Regions from separate parts of the Danio rerio genome. Here region 1 is linked to region 2. A link is a contact called in public HiChIP or PLAC-seq data. All regions are on one chromosome and are shown on one strand. The core of a region is the stretch at or near the end of the contact, and the rest is flanking DNA. Distances in the headings are between cores, read along the strand shown.

Region 1 (7,104 bases), core at 2,837-5,336, 460 kb after region 2:
ATATGGCTGTACATTGCTACTTTTCTTCTTTTTTTTTTTATAGATTTTGGAATCTACTTGTTTTCATCATCCATATGTCTTATATATGACTTATATGGTTTAAGTATGTAGTATATGCATAGTTAGTATAATTAGATTACCACTCAACTATATTAGTTATGTATTGGTTTAAAACAGCTCTTATGTCCAGTTTTGTATTCATATTTATGATTATATTTATTTATGTAGCACTGTGGTTCTGCAAGGCGCAACATTTCATTCCACTTTATGTCCACACATCGAACAAAATGACAATAAAGCTCAACTTGACTTGATATCAAATTTTTCTTACACTGTAAATGCAACTGAGAGGGTTTTAACCAACACTGGTAGGAGGGTCGCACATTACTCCTGTGCTTAAGGTTCTACACTGGCTTCCTATTAATTTTAGAGTAAATTTTAAGATTCTGGTTATTACATATAGAGCTCAGCATGGTCAGGCCTCCCTATATACTTAAGGTCACTTCTCTGCAGTCTTCTGGTAAAGACCTTTTAGCCATTCCCAGAACACATTTTGTGTTGTGGCCCCAAGACTCTGAGACTCTCTCCCTCTAGCACTGAGAACTCTGGGGTCAGTTGAACTTTTTACAAAATATTTAATGACATCTTTTTTGGTCAATCTTTTAATTAACAATATGGTGAGCTGATTTTACATTTGGTATTTCTGTTCTTGAATTTTTAACTTGTTTTATCAAGCATTCTTTTAATGATATATTTTCTTTGACCTGTTTTTCTTTGGTTGTAAAGCACTTTGTGAACCTTTTCTTACTCACCCTGTTTAAGTTTGACAAAATGTGACAATCTACTTCAAATTACATCCTGAACATTAAATCAGTTTAACATAATATAAGTTTAATAGACTCATATAGTTAATTTGATTCAGCTTAAAAACTTAAGGCAACCAGGATTATTTTAACAGAGTATATAAAGAACCGTGTAGAACAATTATAGTAAATATTCATACTGTACATTAGTCAATTGATTTAGATCTGAGATGCCCAAACATTTTCATATGAAGGGCCAAAAACCAAATATCATTATGAGCCATGGGCCAAAGGTAAATATACCAAACTATCTTATTAAAGTGGATAATTTCCAAATGTATGTCCTAATATTTAATTTATAAGTAATATTAATAAGTAAATAGAAAACATTAAACTTTAAATTGTATTAACTAATGCAGTATAACTTTTTAATGGTAACTTATTGCAATAAGGACATACTGTAAACAATCACATTTTTAACACAGTGGAGTTCAGTGCTGAATACACTAGTCAAGCAGAATCTGCCTTTGATTTGTTTTGCTCACCAAAGTCTCTGCATTGTCAAGTCACAGTATGTACATTTAAACTAAATCTGAATTATTTACACCATTAAATTGAAACCTTTAATTTCAGTAATATTTCAACATTAAAGCAAACAAAGGGTTATATTAAATATGAAATGACAATCTAGAAACCATCCCTATCATTTTTCCTCTCTTCTCAGAGGGATGGCAGGCCAAATCAAAGGTTACCATGGGCAAACTTTGGCCCACAGGTCCTACTTTGGACATCACTGATTCAGATGTAAAAATGAAACTGGTTACAATAAAAAATTTAACTGTAAATAATTAGGTAATTTTATGGCTAAGAAATATGGCTCCCCTGAATGATTTTATTTTCCTGGTTTTACAATAGTTTTAGTTATAGTAAACTGATGCACCATTTAGAAATTAATTACATTTATAAATATTTCACAAAATAAAATGTAGTTAAAAACACTAAAATATTTTTAAAAGTACCTATTTAGCTTGGCTTGTTTTTATTATTTTAATATTTCTTTTAACTGCTTCGTTTTTAAATGTATTCTGTTGCTTCTCTTGGCTTGTTTTTGTTTTTATCTTCTTCCTATTTATTTTACTTTGACTTATACAGCACTTTGGTCAGTCTTGGGACTGTTTCTAAATGTGCTTTATAAATAAAAGAACTTGAACTTGATCACTGTTTTAAGTACAAAATATTAAAGCAATTTATATTAAAAAAGTGTTTCTTTCAATTTAAGATTTCTAAATTGCTTGCATATTATTCCTAAAGACAAAACTACTCAGCCTCATTATGTAAGCAATTTAATAATAATAAAAACTAAGAATACTGTGCAGGATTCATATCATATTCTTACTTTGAAGTTGACCTTTTAAAATACAGAGATTTATATTATTATATTATATTATATTATATTATATTATATTATATTATATTATATTATATTTAAACATTATAAAGTTATAGAAAAATTCAAAAGGTAAAACAATATAATTTCCCCTCAGTCTCCCCTAGTTTAACTCAATGTGTTTGACACTAAATGATCTGGTCTCTCTGGCTGTCTGCTCTGAAAGCTGCAGAAGTGAAAGCCATTGAAGGCTGCACAGGTGGAGAGAGAAAGACAGAGCGAGAAAGAAAGAGAGAGAGAGAGAGAGAGAAGAAGAAGAAGAGCAGAAAGAGATAAAGATGGAGGAATGAGAGTGAAATGTGTTTTGGGAAGAGCCTCGAGTCTGGTGGTTTTACCGAGGTTGACGGTAAGCTTGACTCTTCCCCCGTCCAGCTCCAGGCGCAGGGTATCGGCGGACTCTTTGGAGGTGGTGGCCATGAGCAGACCATAAGCCCTCTGAGACATGAAGCGCAGAGACACGTCCTCGGCCTCGCTGTGAGCTGCGTGAGGCATCAGGACTTTCAGAAACATGCTGCCGTCGTAACTCAACACTGCAGACTCTGAAAGAGGCAGAACAAGACACTACAGGTCAGCAAACACTAGGATGCAAAATTAAAAGATATATTTTTGTATGCATTTTTCAAACAGTATTTTTTTATGTTTATATAATGTTAAAAAGCAAAGTAAATGTAAACATTATCAATATTTTTATTCAGTTTTAATTACTCTTTAATAAACTCAGGGATTTGCATTGTATTTGAATCCAAATAAAATGTAACTAATTGCTACTGCTATTAAGACATTTCATTTTAAGTTACATGGTCACAGTAACAGTAATAACAGCTACAGTATATCATTTAATAATTACTTTATTTTTACATTTTACATTATTTTATGTAATTAATTATTATTATTATTATTATTATTATTATTATTTTAGTTGTAGTATTACTAGTAGTAGTAGTAGTAGTAGTAGTAGTAATAGTTTTACATTCTAAAATGTACAGTTTACATGAATTGTTATTATCTTTCAGTAATATTAATAGCATTATTTAGTAGTAATTAGTATATTATAACTACTGTGTAACTATGAAATGTTGTTCTATACCAGTGGTCACCAAACTTGTTCATGGAGGGCCGGTGTCCTGCTAATTTTAGCTCCAACCCTAATCAAACACACCTGAACAAGCTAATCAAGGTCTTACTAGGTATACTTGAAACATCCGTGCAGGTGTGTTGAGGCAAGTTGGAGGTAAACCCCGCAGGGACACCGGCCCTCCAGGACCAGGATTGGTGACCCCTGTTCTATACTATTACTCTAATATTATTATTATTATTAATAATAATAATATTAATACTAACAACTTGTAATTGTTTTACTGTTAAAAAGTATGTTTTTAATGATAAAACAATTACATTATCCTTAACAAAAGTTTATTATCTTATATCTGTTGATTATAATGTTACTTGAGCAAAGGTTTTGTTTTTGTATCTTTTTTTGTACTACTACTATTGCTTAATTCTATAGATTTTATTTAAGATGTAATTATATATGAATATAATATATAATTATTATTATGAGGCAATAGTAGTAGCAACAGTAAAAACAGATATAAGATGATAAACTTTTGTTAATCAGCCAAAAAGATATAATTACAAGTAAAATATCATTCAATTTATAATCTTGGCCTAAGGGTCTATATCTGTTTCATTATAATTACATTTACTAGTTTCATTTATAATTAGTTATACAAATTATAGAATTTGATACTCATTGCAATTAAAATATCACCAAGTACACTGTTGCTGAGTCACCAACAGCATGTCTACAATGGACACTGTGTGGCCACAGTGTTATTCTTACTGCCAGACAGCAGAGGGCAGGAGAGAGTTAGAAACCACACATTGCAAGCAAACAAGGGTCTATGCAGGTGGGATCTGATGAAGCGAGCTGGAGCCTAGCTGTATCTCAATATAAAACTGTACAAGCGAAGCACTGAAGCTTTGCTCTTCTTTAAAAGAACGCGTCTCAACCGTGAGACGTAATCCAATGTTTAATCCTGCCTCCCTACAGCTTTAAGCCCTACTTTCCTCACCCATCTCACAGTTGGGGCCCATATATCCAGTTCCAGTGCAATCACAGACGTGTCTGTTCCAGCCCTCGCGGCATCGGCCTCCATGAACGCAGGGCTCCGAGCTGCACCTCCGATGGGTTTCACGGGTACAGAAGCTGCTGACACCCGGAGCGCTCTGAAGCTCCGCCAAACGCCGCAGGTCTTTGCTGCGCCCATCGACAAAGAGGTCCCGCACGCAGCCCACAAAGCCCAGCCTGAGGCGGGCAGTCCACACCTCTGGAGGCAGAGAAAGATCCCCACTGTTCTCCGGCAGACCCCCCAAATACATTTCACCATCTAGATCCAGGATCTCACTCCCTTCGTTGGTGGAGAAGGGCAGGCTGCGGCCATTGACGGAGATGGAGCCTTGGAGAAAGTGAATGAAGCAGAGGTGAGCCTAAACAGCACAATGTTTGTTTACAATTTAGCCTCATTTTTTGTCAAAATTTTATTGGTAATATGTTATGTTAGGTAATTAAATTGTGAACTATGATGCAGGGTTTTATATTTAGCTGAAAGTTAGAACACATTATTTTTAATTCTTTCCTATTTGAAAAATTTTGAACATCTTTCAGAGGATTTAGTTTTAGGGTTTACTATAATAATCATTTTGTTAAAAAATATCTCGGAATGCATTTCTAATAGATTAGCACTGAAATGACATAAAATAGACAGGATGACAAGACGAAATGATGGATAGACTGAAAGTTTGACAGAAGGAGCAATAGATTGATAAAAATGACATGCTAACTACATAGGAAAATAGATTAATAGAATAAAGACAATAGACAGAACACATTGACAGAACGGTAATTGTAGAATGAAAGATAGAACAACAGACCAATAGATAAAAGAACAGGAGATAGAATGAGAATAAAACAGAGAGATAGAATAATAGACAGAATGACTTGAAAGAACTAACAGACAGTAATACGAGCAATAGGCTAAACTGTACATAGAATAACAGAGGCTACGTCTGAAATCTCATACTTCCATACTATTTAGTACGCTAAAAACCGAGTAGTATGTCCGAATGTGTAGAATTCGAAAAACAGTATGCTAGAAGGACCCGGATGACCAACTACTTCCAGCGAGATTATGAAGTGTGCATCCGACTGCGATATCCTATGATACCCTGCGAGCAAATTCATGAAAGGAAGTGAAGTGCAATGCAACTCATGTGGAAAGATCACGTGATTTTGACACAACGGCAGATGTAGTACATCCGAGTTTCAATCATACTGCTCACATTCATACTGTACAGAACATACTTTTCTAGTGGCCGAGTCGTACATTTAAAATCAAATACAGTATCTAATGAGTAGTAGGCGGTTTTGGACGCAGCCAGAATGTCATACTGATGGAAAGAATGTCAACTTATAGATCGATTAAAAGAAAAACAAATTGAATGTAAACTAGAACTTAAGTCAGACAGACAGACAGACAGACATACAGACAGATAGACAGACAGACACAGATATTTATATCATGACGTCCTGTGGGGGCTTCTACTAGCACTTAATAAACATATTAAATTGACTAGCCTTGTTAATAATTAACTAAAACTAATTTAATTAACGCCGCTACTAGGGATCCCTGAAGACTATCGTTTTAGTAACTCATGGAATCAGTATAGCTGCTGTACAATAGCTGTCACAAGTTATTAAAAAAATTGAGATTTCATTAATTTAGCATTAACAATCCTCTGTTCTTCCCTTTTTTCCCCTGAGCTCAGCTAGTGGAAAGGTCTTCAGCCTCTTCCCCTGGGATTTGCTAAATCCCACGGCGGGCCTGCTTCTTTAAAACTGCAGAGAGTGTGTTTGAGTTGAGCTCTTACAGTAATGAGAGGTAATGAGAGGTAGAAGAAATAGAGTACAGTGATTTAGCAGTTTGTGAAGTATGCATATCAGATGGACCTTAAGCGGGCAGAACGAGGCAGTGCTTTAACGGCAGAGATTAAGAGGAAAGCGTCAGAGTAGGAATCAAAGCGAGAGCAGGTTTAGCAATAATGTGTGTGCTGATCTTGCAATATCCTGACCTTTCCTGCCCTCTCTCTGGAAGTCTACGTGGCACCATTCTCCATCATTGACCTTCTTGTTCCCCACTTTAATCTTGATGCTCCCGGAGCCCATGTCCATGAGCAGGTGGAGGAATCCATCCAGCAGTTCCATGGCGAAGAAGTCCACCCTTGGTCTGTGATCTTTTGAACCCTGCGGCCGCCCGTGACTGAACAACAGCAGTCCGTTGGGCTCGGTGGTTCGAAAATCGAAGGACACAGAGCCAGCTTTCTTGCCATTCCAGCGCGGGAGGGTTACATAAGCAGTGGGCGCGTCGAAACTGACTGGGTCCAATGCAGCGACGTCCTCGCAGCGGAAGGTCAAATCGCCATGGAGGGTAACCTTAGGGTCACGCAATTCCGCCAGATGGGAGAGCTCTAGTCTGAACTCATTATTGGTGTAGACCACCTGGGACAGGGAGAGAGAAAAAAAGCTTAAATGCTAACAGGAGGGAATGGAGTAGTATGCTGCCCACTGGTACAAACAAACCCCAGCTGATGTGTGTACCTAGAGGGCACGGTTTTCAAGTCAGTAAACACGGCAGTCTCTTTAAATACTCAAAAGCATGAGTGGATCACATAAACCGAGAGACATCATCCAGAGCACTACAGCAACCCTCGGCTAATCGATATTCTGTTTCATTAATATGATGAATCATCCTACGCTAACATTAGCTCTGACGATGCCGCGGCTAAGTGCTTTTC
Region 2 (7,097 bases), core at 2,416-4,915:
TGTTATCATCAACCAGTTGCCACACTTAAAAAACAATTGGAATTCAAGGAATGCCTTCCTGAAGTCTGATCTCCTTTTAATCACTGCTTCTTGTATGCGCGTTCAATAAGATTGACTGTTCTTGTAAGACACATCTACTAATATCCTGTTGTTAAACATTAACATGCCTTGAAAAGGAACATCAAAATGATACATAATATCATGCAAAAAGTCTTGGGTCTTTTGATAGTCTTATTTCACAAGGACTACTTATTTGCTAAGAAAAAACGGCGTGGAAACTTTAACAAAAAACTGCTAACAAATTTCACAAATAATCATAAATACATATCAAATAACATTCAACTCCCTTGACATTTTTCAAGTTCATTTTTTCTCACATGTGGCTACTCATTTTTGCATTTGCAACTACTGTACAATTACAAAGTAAAATGTAAAACCATAATTTAAAATCAATGTCCTCGTTGTCACATCTCTTGAGAAATCCCTCTAATAAGATATGTTGCTCAATCAACATTTCAACACAATATTTAATATTAAAACCTTCTAATGTTATAAACATATTTATTGTCATTTTCAGGCAATTTAATTCATACATATTAAAAAGAAGAAACTGACACCACACATGTAAACAGTAGTGTCAATGATTAAACACCATCTTTGATTTGCATTGTTGTCACTCATTAACAAAAACATAATCATTAGAGCAATTCCAGCATTATGGATTTGACATGTTCTGTAAAACTCAATACATAAATTCTCATAGAAATATATGTTAACATTATATTGAAACATCAGTTGCTAATTCCCAAAACAACTAACCACAGAGTAATGTTATAAAAAAGATTTTAAATGAGGAAAATAAACATGCGTTATGGATGTGACAAAACAAATCTGCAAGATTACAGTCTACAACATACTTTGTAGAAATTCTGTGAATTAAACTGCACAACTCAAAAGAATTAATGCTAATCAAAAGGATTACAGATGGTTCTCAACTGAACAAAAACTACTGATGTTACTTTATTTTACATTTATGAGGAAAAAGCTTTGTTATGGATGTGACCGATGTAAAATCGGCACTAGCGTGACTTTGGAAATTCAAATATATTTGTTTAAAAACACTGACAAACATTTTTGAGTATTTTTACAGTACTGTAAAACACAAACCTACACACACACACACACACACACACACACACACACACACACACAAAAAACTTAGAAAGGGTTTTACTAATTTGGTGATTTTTTTTTTTTTTTGGACATTTGTATGGAATTGCTCATTAGTAAATAAAATCAGATCACACCAACATCGCCCGTGTACCTTGAATTGAATTAAATTCTTTATTCTTATATCCTAATTTGAGTAAATGGATATTTAATATGAACGCTGATTTGTAAAAAAAACTAATTGTGAATATCACTTTACAAATGGTGACTTAATAAATAGAATTCAGGAATCACAGACCTGGTATATCAAAATAAAATCCACGTCTCTAAAAAACATTCAATGAATGGTCAGAACGTAGAATGTAAAACATGGAAAGTAGACCGTTTAATGGCTTTTTAGCATAGATGACAGAAAAACACACACACACTTAGAAAAATGTCTACTCAGCCCTACTTTCGAGAGTAAATCTGCAGCCAGTAAGGAAGGTTACTGCTCAAGCTCCTGGATTACATCAATATTACATACATTGCATTATATATTCTTTACCTCAGGCAAAACTCACCATGTACAGAAGGAAGGGGAAGGCCAAGAGGAATATCCAGAGGTAGAGATGAAAGCAGTTTGAGAAGGTACTCTGATGAGGGTCCACGTACCATCCTCCGGTCAGAGAGGCCCACACTCCCTGCCGCAATATCTGAAGAGCCTGAGAGCCCATCTTATCGCTTCTGGATGAGACAACCCAGAGTTCTCCAAGTTCCCCTGTCAAACTTTCTAGTGCGTTACTTCCATCTAGAACCTCAGGGATGGACTTTCTCACACTGGAAATAATGAAAAGACTGTCCAAAGAAAAAAAATTAGCAGAGTGCGAAACAATAGCGAATAACTTCAGGCCCTTGTTTTTTCAGTATCAACTGTTCGTTTGCATGCTGCTCCAGCAGTCCCTTGTTTGTAGTGCAGTTCATCAAGAGTTTTTGGCACAAATGTGACCCAAGGGCTACATGAAAAGAGTCATCCTGAGGAATCATCAAAACTGCTTGGTTTGGTTTCTTTACGACTTTCAAGCACTTTAAGCAAACACAATTCCATAAATAAATGAGCTGTTCTGATGACATATTTAAGATCAACAGGCTAGTCAGTATATTGTCATTGAGGCATGAAACTAAGGCATTTGTCTGATTAATGTAGCCTAATATTGGGTATCTAAAAATTAGAAGTCAGGTTTCATTTTCAACTAACTTTAGAGATATGTATAAAGTCACTGTACAACTGCACAAGCTTTTTAAACGATTATATAGGCAAAGACAGGCAGTTAGTGCGATTTAATGTCTCTATTGGCGTTCTATGTTTCTGTATTTACTGTAAATACGGTATACAGCTTCAGAGTCCTGAGAATTCAATTTCTAACTCGGTTATGAACGTATCTGTAAACCTTTCCCGTTCCCCAAATAGAGATATGTGGATATGACACGGTTTAGAGTTTTAAATCTGAACTATTTTAGCCTACTGCCATCTCGTCCGGGCCTAAACAGTCATAGTATTCTTCTAAGCTTCTCCTGTATGGCAGCAGCTAACCTCTACAGTTCGAGGAGAAAAATCACAGAACATCCTCATAAAGCAATAGCCATTTTTAAAGAAAGAAAGCTGACAAACGTCTCAGACGGATTTGGCTTTAATCCAAAGCAATTTTAGCTAATGTAAGCATGTGTATGTGAGCTTGCTTAAAGCAGCTTTGACAATATACAGAGTCTAAATTAAGACAGTAGAGAGATAAATGTCCAGAAAATGCTTTAATAGCACAACGTTACTAGGGAGCGAATAGTTTAGAACTGTAAACAAACCGTGTTAGTAACATAAACAGCGCTAACGGTGACAGCTGAACGACTAAATTTTAGCCAGAATCAACTGTTAAAGTAATCAAAAGGGACGCGACAATTATCTTAACTCTATTGTATCAGTTTCTCGGCTTGAATTGATAAATATCTCCCCTCACGGAGCTCAGTATCACCTGACACTTACTAGCCACACCGCTAACATGCTACAAGCAGTAGTGAGAAACCTCCGACTTTGGCATAAGTGTTTTGTAGCGAAATATTCAGATGTTGGTGCACCATTTCATTCCGTCAACACTCAGTGTTTTTTCTTAGCAGGGTCTGCATGAATTCACCCAGAAACAAAAACCGGAATAGCGCAGGGCAGCAAGACTGAACGCGAGTGAACGCTAGCATCGGCTAACGGCTGCAACGAGTGCTTCCTCTTTACGACGAAAATAAAATTACGAAACAAACAGACAGAACGGAAAATATTCCTACGTGGTCTCCACAGCAGCCATTTCCCTGGTACGTCCAAGGCCGCTGTGTAAAGAAAAACCCAGAGATAAAAATCCCAGGAATTGGGCTCGCTAAGTTCCAGTGTCGAATCGCTTCATTCACACAGGTAGCAAACACCCACCTACAGGAAGAGAACTGACATCGCGACGTGATTGGTTAAGGTGGGTAACACCCAGCTTTTGAGATAGTACTGAACCTTCAACGTGATTGGCGGAAGCCGATGTCTGTCATTCAGGACACGATCATTGATTTGATTCATTACTGTACATGACAGGTTATTGACATTGATCAGGTTTCCAATCTCCCATTCAATTCTTTTATTTCACTGCAGGACAGATTTCACTTTAAACTAAAATGATGTTTTTTTTTCTTAAGGTAAACGTGTTTGAATCATTTTTTTTTAAATGGGACAGAAACATTCTAAAAACATTTCTAATCGATTAATATCATTATTACTAAACGCAGTATTAATTAATTAAACCCTATAATATACAGTTTGAATATTTAATTTATACCAATCTATAAAAAATTAACCCCTTTATTCATTTATGTAATAAAACAATATTATATATGAGAATATATTGTCATTTTGTTATAATATTACTATAATGTATGTTTTCTATAAGAAACTTATCTACAAGAATTTTCTATAACAAATTTCTATAACGATTATATTTTTGATATAACACAATAATGATTTTAAGTATTATGTTTATTTTAATATTAAAAGTATTACTATTATTATATCAAAAGTATTACTTGTTATAAACCATAATTAGTAACTATAAATTAGTAGTCATATATTATGACTTGTAATTACTAAAACATATATAGCCTAGACCAGTGGTTCTCAAACTTATTCACAAAGTACCACCTCAGAAAAAAATATCTTTCCAAAGTATACCACCATAATGAATTTAAAATATTATCTTTTAATTTCTAAAGATGTTCTGCGACTAAAATATTACTATATATTATATACTATTACTTATATTACTAAATATTACTATTACTTATAAACTGTTTTGTTCAAATGCACCAATATATATTACCTCTATTCACTGAGTAATGAACAAAAGTATTAATTTTCGAAATGGGGTGTACTCATTTCTGCTGAGCAATATATACATTTTGAAAATGAATATTTTTATTCATTACTCAGTGAATAGAGGTAATATATATTGGTGCATATATTCACTGAGTAATGAATAAAAATATTCATTTTCGAAATAGGGTGTACTCATTTCTGCTGAGCACTATATACATACACACACACATATATATATATATATATATATATATATATATATATATATATATATATATATATATATATATATATATATATATATATATATATATATATATATATATATTACAAGAATAACATGAAATAGGTTTATAATTAATTGTACATTATATATTGTATTTATTATTTTTGAATGAACTCATTGTATTTAATTTTATTATTAAAATGTATTTGTGCCCGTGAACAGCATTCAGAAGTCTACCATTATCGCAAACTTTTACCACAACAATAAAAGGATTAGATTAGAAAGCCTTTATCATCACAAATCTACCCCCCAAAAATCACAGTTTAGCATATCTCATTTAACACTGAACATTTAACATTGAACTGACAGAGCTGATCAAAGCCGCTTCTGCTCATCTGAAATTCTGAAGGCTTTTCATCATTCAAATGCATAGCAAGCTAATGATAACCCGATGCTTTTCAGATGTGCTGAGGAGTCACTACCAATTCCTGCTGCAGAGAGCTACATTTCTATATTCAAATTTTCAATGCAATTTTTAAATATCTCTTACAATGTTTTTTTATGCAGGTGTACTATTATTCTTAACAAGAAATAGTATGTTTTCAGTTTATTTCCGTCTCAAAAATATACTTAAAATTACACAAGTGCACTTGACATACATAACTGAATTGTCAGTATATTTGGCCTGTTATAGTGCTTTGAAACATTATTCAGTGTCATAAAAGTGTTGATGTAATTTTAACTCAGACAGGAAGAAAGAGCAGGGCATATCTCCTTACTGTTTTTTTTAAATAGCAAATATAGCATTTTGTTATTCTCAGCTCGGCCATGGAGAGCCATTAACAGTTTGTGAAATCCATCTAATTATTCATTCATTCATTTTCTTTTTGGCTTAGTCCCTTTATTAATCAGAGGTCGCCACGGCAGGATGAACTGCTGCCCACTTACCCAGCATATATTTTACGCAGCTGATGCCCTTATTGCCGCAACACATCAATGGGTCAAATCATTAAATATAATCTAATAATGATAAGTCTTCATGTCAATTTAAAATGAACATTCAGTGTAGACTGATCCAAAACATTTATTTGAATGGACTTAAGTATATGATATGATATTTGCTGATGTGTTTCTGGACTGATCATGTGTTGCAGATCATGTGACTAAATGTAAATTCAGACTTCATTTACACCAAATGGAGCATTTGTACACAGTCTGAAACATTTGTTCCTTATAAGCTGCAATAAATGAATTATTTGTGTGAACAAGTGACACATTTTTAGCTGCTGCTTTAATTAATTGGTCCAAAAGAGCATTTGATTGGATGGAAACTCTGATGAAAAGCCGAAGTGATGTCATCAGAATCATTGATTGATACTAACAGAAGTGAGAGACTATACGTTTTCAATATATCATCTACTTGTGGGAATTTTGTAATTGTTATTGTACCCAAAAATACAAAACAGAAAACAAAACTTCCATTTGATATCATGGTGGCACACAACTGGAAGTAAATGTTTAAATCCAAGAGTACAAGGGCTGCAACCTGCACAATATTATCATTTCAGTATCAACATCGGAATGTGAGCATCTGCAATAGTCACATCACAGTTTTTTTAATGTTGAGTTGGGATTATAGTTGACCAGGAGTTTTCATAAGAGCACTGAGGCAAAAAAATTGCACCTATTGTAACTTTATAAAAAATATTTGATTGAATTATTTAAAGAATGACAGTGCTATTTTACATTTGATTATTCATTTTTGTACTCAGTATTACATTTTTAATTTACATAAAACCATGAGGCACTGTTTATTTCAATTTGATCTTTTCTCAGTGTTTATCTATGCTTGTAATTTATTATATTTTATGCATGATTCACTCTCCTTCAAGATCATCAATCGATTTAAATTAATAAATTATTTTCAAATAGAGCAGCTATTCAAGTCATCTGGTGAAATTATATACATATTGCAGAAAATAAAACTACTGCAATATCAGATTTTTTCAATATCGTAATTATCTTAAATAACTAATATTTATTTTTTTCACTATCATTACACAAAGTATACTTTGATAAAATTTAGTCCCAACTAGTGCTGAAATACTTTTAAAAAATGTGCTTAAGTGTATTAATTAACATAAAGTCTACTTACTTTTGGAAGGTTAATAAAAGTAAATATATTATTTTATTAACTCGTTCATAGTCAAGCGTTTTCATTGAAATGTTCAAATATAAAATGCTGGACGTTTGTGTTTTTCTTTGCTGTTGTACCTAAACAGGTATCTGTACAACAGAGTATTTTTATTTTAGGAGTCTTGTAAT

Evidence for each region. HiChIP or PLAC-seq counts read pairs in DNA pulled down with a chosen protein or histone mark.
Region 1: an H3K4me3 HiChIP or PLAC-seq map of embryo shows a contact between it and region 2, with 7 times the contacts expected there. The contact joins two enhancer-like sites. A contact is called at or near these places in 3 of 18 Hi-C or Micro-C datasets (caudal fin, hematopoietic stem cells and an unstated tissue) and 2 of 4 datasets of contacts at active chromatin or transcription factors (caudal fin and embryo).

Annotation. Positions count from the first base shown.
Region 1 is chr21:31,136,270-31,143,373 of GRCz12tu, forward strand. It overlaps nrxn2a (neurexin 2a), which reads right to left. Exons shown (of 24, transcript NM_001079970.1): 10 at 6,382-6,808; 11 at 4,326-4,709; 12 at 2,586-2,789. Among named protein-coding and RNA genes, the nearest start is that of nrxn2a, 270 kb to the right of the region's middle. Within about 2 kb of position 4,087, at least 3 of the 62 cell types and tissues checked have an H3K27ac peak or open chromatin away from gene starts, as enhancers often do.
Region 2 is chr21:30,681,501-30,688,597 of GRCz12tu, forward strand. No RefSeq gene overlaps it. Among named protein-coding and RNA genes, the nearest start is that of zgc:165604, 55 kb to the left of the region's middle. Within about 2 kb of position 3,666, at least 61 of the 62 cell types and tissues checked have an H3K27ac peak or open chromatin away from gene starts, as enhancers often do.